Regions from separate parts of the Mus musculus genome. Here region 2 is linked to region 1. The links are chromatin contacts, called in public HiChIP or PLAC-seq maps. All regions are on one chromosome and are shown on one strand. The core of a region is the stretch at or near the end of the contact, and the rest is flanking DNA. Distances in the headings are between cores, read along the strand shown.

Region 1 (3,317 bases), core at 482-2,981:
ACCTTTGGAAAAGCAAGCAGCCAGTGCTTTTAATGGATGAGCCATCTTTCCAGCACCCCCCCCCCCCCAATTATTTATCATCTATCCAGTTTCAGTTATTTTGTTATAGTGGCAAAAATAGAGTAAGTAGCCCTCAGGGTGACTCAGGGACAGTAAGTATTATTCCAAGGGAGGAGGCACAAAGATACAGGAGCCCAATAGAGGGCTCAGGGGAAGGGAAGGGGAAGCAGAGGGAAAGGACCAAGGTCTGTGGGTTTCAGAAGCAAAGGGGAGATCTATCAGGGGACACTGGACACAGAGAGGGTCAGGGACTTCAGGAAAGCGGGCACCTCGATGGCTTGGTTCACACTGAAGCATGCTGGTGGGAGCGGGCCTGGGGGTCCTGCCCACATAGGTATTAAAGGTGAAACTGGAAAGAAGGTCATGGCTCCCAGGCAGTGGCTTGTGAAGGCAGATCTGGGTCTGCACTATAGAAGCTGCCTGGCATTCTGGGTCTGGTGGGCCAGGGTGGCAGTCTCCTGGTCTGCTTCATCTCAGAGCTTCTGCCACCTTTGAACGTTAAGGAATGGAGGCAGGGAGACTAATCTGAGACACAGCCTGATTGTGAGCCCGCTTTAGAAGGGGTCTGAGCCTGTATTCCTGCATACCTAAGACCCTATACTCTGGAGGGGAACATTTAGACAGGACATTCAAGGTTAGCTGGTGTGTACAGGCAAAAGAGTTACTGGGAACCATTGTAGCAGTTCTTGGTGGGAGAAGCCCTTGGGTTGCAGGGCTCAGGAGGAAAAGAAGACAGGCCTCGGGGATGGAGATGGAATTCAGGAGCCAGGGGGTCCCATACATGGCTGCATCAGCATCCTTTGGGCAGCTTGCTGAACACACATTCTGATTTTACAAACCCAGGAAGGAGCTACAGTGTTTCCTGGGTGCTGGGTGCTGCTTCTGACACTTAATGTTATAAACTAACTCTATGCCTTTTCCCTTTCTTTCAGGAAGAAAGAAAGGAGCGTGGGCAAGGCCAGTTGAGCCTGTTGGGTGTAGTTTGGGGTGGGGTGACCTTGACATGCCTCCTCCTAAAAAAAAAAAAAAAAACCAACAACAAAACAAAAAACAACCTCAGAACTGTTTTTGTTTGTTTGTTTGTTTGTTTTTGTTTGTCTGTTTTGTTTTAAGTACCCAGAGTGCCTATGGGCCTCTGACAAGGCTCTTTGTCCTGGACACCCCTTTGGCCTTGTTACAGTCTAATGGGCCTTCCTGGAAGTGGAGCTGGGTCCTTAGTCCTGTCCAGATGTCCCTGTCCTGGAGAGTGCCGGGCCAGGAGAGGGCAGGGTGAGGTGATTGCTAGGAAAGGAAGTACACCGGGTCACAGTCAGCCTCTTCAAGCCGATTTAGGAATGTCAGGAGGGGAGGGGAGGCAGGTACAGTGGAGGGGTTTCTGTTAGAGACTTTGGACCTCACGTGGAGGGCAGAGTGACCCAGGGGTTCCTCCCGGTCCCCACACGTGCGGTAGACGGCCCCTGTGGTCTTGCTGTATGGTTGTGGCAGGTAGTGTACCGAGCCCGAAAGCAGTTAGGGACAGGTGTTCAAGCCTACAGAGGCGTGCTGTGCCCTTCTTAGCCCGAGAGCGTAGGAGATGGGTACCGGATCTCAGAAGCAGAGGAACCCAACCCTTCTCCCTACAACAACCAAAGGGACTCAGCGGCTTTAAAACGGGCGGGGCCCCGTGACGTCATCTCTTGAGGGAGGAGCGAGCTGTTTCCCGGAGCCACTTCCCACCAGCTCTTCGGTGGTGGGTGGTTCCTGGGCCTGCTGCTAGTTTAGGGCAAAGTCTTGATTTTCTAGCTCCAAGAGCTACTAACAAATCACTTAACATCGTCAGGCACTCTTCTCTCATTTATGAAATAAATGCATTTGTTTATAACTCTAGAGGAGCTAACGTATGTGCAGTACAAGGCTGACCTTTGTGCACCTTTGACACCGTTTTAATTTTTAAAATTAAAATATTCTCCGTGTATGGGTGTTTTGCCCGCAAGCGTGTCTGTTGCCAACTAAGGGTACTTGATCTTTCCGAACCGGAGTGACAGACGGTTTTGAGCCATCTTTTCTGGGATACGACTAATGTTCTCTGGAAGCAATCAGTGCCCTTAATTGGCATCTCTCCAGTCCTATCACCATTTTTTTATGGACCGTATCTAGTGGCCAGCATCTCCTGGCAATCCTGAATGCCGACGGATGAGGGTTGCAGATGGAGTAGAAGGACGCAGAGCACATGAGCAGGTGTGGAGTCTGTCGACTTCTAAAGTGACGAGGTCTCATCCCCTCCATTTCTCCCATCTTTCTGGGGTGGACCTCAGCCTGAGGAGCTAGGGCAAACTAGCCTTCTGAGGAAAGCATCACCTTGGTGCTGTTCTCTTGGCTGACCTCAAGTTTTCCTCCATCTGCGTAGTACCAGTGGGCCCGGGAGCCCATAATTAGACTAATGAGGTGTCTGTTGCACACACGTCTGTGCCTAGGCTCCACTCTGATGGCTACCCAGTAATTTGCCTGATCTCTCGGATAAGTCCTTTGCCTGGACAGGTTCCCACCACAAAGTGCCCCATCTCAGGGTGGAGCCTGTAATTGCTGCTGCTTTGCACGCTCTCTATTTTCCCACCTGCCTATGGCCCTGAGAGTCCTCAGGGGCCCGCCATCACATCAGGGGAACCCACTAAGCCAAGGGACGGGGCTGTGCAGGAGATGTAATAGACCATATGAACTGTCTGCTGTTTGAAGGCATGGTGGAAGAGGCAGCCAAACCTAGCCAGCTGTTGACCTTTTGGTACTGTGAAAGGAGTGGTGGGTATCTGGGAGATGCTCTGTCTGTGGGTCTGTCCCTCAGTGTTCATCCATGCTCATTTACAGTACCTTGTTCCAGGGCTTTGGGGCCTTTGTCGCTTCTAGATCTCTCTAAACACCTTGGTTTTTGAGCCGCAGCACCACAACCACAGCCTGCGAAGAGTGTGTGTTGGTGTTAGAACAGGACCATTGGCCCTGGAGAGTCTAAGTAGGAGGCTAAGGCTGCCTGTGGCTTACAAATAAGAGGCGGTGGGCAGGCAGGTACCATTTCCAGTTTTCCTATCCAGGCAGCCCCAGGCATTCCTGGGCTGGAAGAGCTGGCAGCCCTGGCAGCTGGGTGCCATCCATATGGTTCCCTTTGATCTACTCCAAGGACTGGTGATGTCACCAGGTGGCTTTTCATTGAAGATGGCACCAACAGCTCATCCTTGCCTGGGTAGTCAACCCTGGCTATGGAGGTCCTCACCCTGTTTTTCTTTAGA
Region 2 (3,438 bases), core at 36-2,535, 360 kb before region 1:
CTTTACAAAGTCCACCCGATCTAGGACAAGAGCATCCAGCATGGCTTGCTCCAGGGCATTCACCTGCAGGAAATCCAGAAGGGAGACCATGAGTGGCCTCCCAGAAGACTCCAGGCATGAGACCTTAGGACATCCCATGGAAAGTTCCGGAATGTTTTGATATTTTGTTTGTTTGCTTTGTGCACGTGCGTGCATGCATGTGTGTGTTGGGGGCATGTTTTGTTAACCTGGTGCTGGAAATTGAGCCCATGGCCTCACATATGACTGTCAAGAGCTGCACTAAGGGCCTGCACGACAGTCTGTGGTTCCCAAGGTTGTTTCCTTTGAATAACCATGCCTTAACCTTCTCCCCTCTGCTTTCAGTTTGGTCCCCTCATGCTCTGTCAAAGTTTGTAAGGGATTCTATCTTTTAAAAATGAGTCAAAGAGCCAGGCGTGGTGGCGCACACCTTTAATCCCAGCACTTGGGAGGCAGAGGCAGGCGAATTTCTGAGTTTGAGGCCAACATGGTCTACAGAGTGAGTTCCAGGACAGCCAGGGCTACACAGAGAAACCCTGTCTCGAAAAACAAAACAAAACAAAACAAAACAAAACAAAACAAAACAAAACGACAACAACAAAAAGAGTCAAAGAGGCCATGGAGTTGGCTCAGAAGTTACAAGCACTTCTTGTGCTTGAGGAGGACCCAGGTTCAATTCTCAGGGCTAACATGTTAGTTCACAACCTCCCTGCTAACTCCCATCCCAGGGGACCCAGTGCCTTTTTTTGACTTCTGTAGGGATTAGGTGTATGTACATGGTGGTGCACATACACATATGCAGGCAAAATACTTACACATGTAAAATAGTAAAAATGAATCTAAACAAATTTCTAATGAATTAAAGATAGCCATCCCAGCGTTTGCCCTGCTAAGTTTCTCTCTGCTGTTTCCTTGACTGGGGAGCATTTTTGGCAGTGGTCAGACCATGTGGGCATGTCATAGTCCACTAGGGTGCCGTTGGGTGAGTGATGACCACACGCTCCTATTTATGGAACCAAGGTACCACTCTGAAAGGAAGTTCTGGTCATTTACTCAGTAGTAGCTCTCTCTGCTTGGCAGACATGCAGACATTTGGGGCAGGAAAATATGGGAAACAAACCACATATTTAGAATTCATGCCACAAAACCCTTTTGAAGTGGTAGTGTAGAAAGGAGTGATAGGTGGTTAGCAGTAGCTAGCCTCCGGCTTGGGAGGCTGGAGCCATCATGCATGTTTTCCAGGTCTCCCTCTGCAGTGGCAAGCATATGCCACAGGGACAACCACTCCTCCTTACGAAACAGCTGTGACCACCGACGGCTACATTGAAGTGAACACACTATTGCCATGAAGTATTGACATTAACCCATCTGTCCCCCATCCCGGCAGGGATGAAGCAAAGGTAACAAGGGAGTCTCTTCCGGAGAACTTGGGGAATGCCAGTCCAGAACTCTGAAGACACACGGGCAAGGACACGAGCACGTGAGCACACACCCAGTTGAGCAGCTCAAGCTTCCGGGGGTCCGTCTCTTCCTCCACTTCCTCTTTCACTTTGCCTTTCTTCTTGCCTTTTCCTTTTCCTCTCCCCTTGGTGGTGGCTGTGGGTGGCTTCTTTTCCTTCTCTGTGGCTTTGGTGTCCACAGGAGGGGCCAGGCTTCCCAGTGGCTGCAATCCACAACAAGCATATTGGGAAAAGGTACCAAGACCACCCCCCACTCATTTTAAGATATGCACAGGGACACCCTGAACTCTATGTGCATGTGTGCATACACACACACACACACACACACACACACACACACACACGAATAGTACAGATGCACGTACACATTGTAAGGTACACATTCCTATTCCTGCAAACAATGCCTCAGTGTGCACGTGGTGAAGTTATGCATCCATGGTTAATGCTATGAACATATACATAAGTATTCACACATGCACACACCCAAGACACATATGCACCAGCACACACAGGCATACACACATGTACACACACAGTCAACTGTGGCCTGGCAGTCTGATGAAGAAGATCTTGATACTGTGAACCACTGTTCCTGATGGGCACAAAGAGTTAGTTGGCCTAATATGTATATTTGAAGCAAATAACATATTGATTGATGGGTATATTTTAAGGAAAGGATGCTGAAACACAAACTAAAAGGTACCAGAGGTGTGCTGATAGTCCTCTAATGATGGGAGAATGTGACTGTGAATGGGTCAGAGGCAAAAGATATAATGCAAGTTGCTATTTCGGGAGAAATGTGAGCTAGAGATTATTATGGCTAAAACAGCTCTGGCAGGTACCTTAGAGCTGTGTAATGTGGTGGTGGATGGAGGCTTCAGGAGCCCATAGAGTATAGTGATAGATGGAGACTTCAGGGACATATGCATGTGGTGATGGATGGAGGCTTCAGGGGCACATGCATGTGATGATGGATGGAGACTTCAGGGACACATGCATGTGGTGATGGATGGAGACTTCAGGGACACATGCATGTGGTGATGAATGGAGACTTCAAGGGCACATGCATGTGGTGATGGATAGAAGGAGGTTTCAGGAACACATGCATGTGGTGATGGATAGAGGCTTCAGGGACACATGTGGTGATGGATGGAGACTTCAAGGACACATGCATTTGGTGATGGATAGAGGGAGGCTTCAGGAGCACATGCATGTGGTGATGGAGGGAGGGAGGCTTCAGGAGCCTTGAGGACACTTACAGTGTGGTGATGAACTGGAAGTTTCAAGGGCTCAATGTAGTACAGTGACAGACGGAAGGCCTCAAGGACTGAGGGTGCTCACTCAGTGGAATAGGAGGGAGAAAGAAGTGGGCCTGATCCCCTGGTAAGTGTGGGATGAGGGGCCTGTCATGGTAACACAGCCAGTGTCAGAACCACTGGACCCTCTGCTGACAGCCTCTCCCTACTGCCTTCCTCCCATCAGGCTCTGCTGGTGGGTTGTCCACGACACACTCCCTCCTCTTCTTCCTCTGCTTGCTTTGATGCATCTTTCTGCTTATCTAATGCTCTGGCGTTGATCACCAGCGACAATACTGATGCCCACATCAAGGGCATCACCCAGCTCCCTTCATGTCACATCCTTAGGTCATCTGACTCAATAGCCGCATCTTCCCTTAGGCATCTCTCCCAGGTTCCTGGGCACCACAAGCTCCAGGTTTTCTTTTCTGTGTGGTCAGTGCTTCTCAATGCCAAGGCTGGGCTCTGCCCTTAGCCTGCTTCACTTTCATTTTGTTCTCTCCATCAGCAGCCTCACTGATGCTCACACCACCCACCGCTCTCACCCATGCTCACACCACGGGTCTTTATTTACTGATGAGCAATCTTCCCTGCCCAGTTTCAGCCCACTCTCCTTCCCAGAGTTCCTCTGGTGAACTTGGCATATGCGTGTCTCAGAGACTCCT

Evidence for each region. HiChIP or PLAC-seq counts read pairs in DNA pulled down with a chosen protein or histone mark.
Region 2: a contact with region 1 is called in an H3K4me3 HiChIP or PLAC-seq map of bone marrow-derived macrophages, with 5 times the contacts expected there. The contact joins two enhancer-like sites. A contact is called at or near these places in 1 of 39 promoter capture datasets (pre-B cells), 1 of 15 datasets of contacts at CTCF or cohesin (large pre-B cells) and 1 of 115 datasets of contacts at active chromatin or transcription factors (bone marrow-derived macrophages).

The regions. Positions count from the first base shown.
Region 1 is chr7:63,857,080-63,860,396 of GRCm38.p6, reverse strand. No RefSeq gene overlaps it. Among named protein-coding and RNA genes, the nearest start is that of Gm39023, 6.1 kb to the right of the region's middle. Within about 2 kb of position 1,731, at least 232 of the 459 cell types and tissues checked have an H3K27ac peak or open chromatin away from gene starts, as enhancers often do. A contact at or near this core is called in bone marrow-derived macrophages, where this site is marked.
Region 2 is chr7:64,215,733-64,219,170 of GRCm38.p6, reverse strand. It overlaps Trpm1 (transient receptor potential cation channel, subfamily M, member 1), which reads right to left. Exons shown (of 27, transcript NM_001039104.2): 11 at 1,511-1,681; 12 at 1-63. Among named protein-coding and RNA genes, the nearest start is that of Mir211, 12 kb to the right of the region's middle. Within about 2 kb of position 1,285, at least 11 of the 459 cell types and tissues checked have an H3K27ac peak or open chromatin away from gene starts, as enhancers often do. A contact at or near this core is called in bone marrow-derived macrophages, where this site is marked.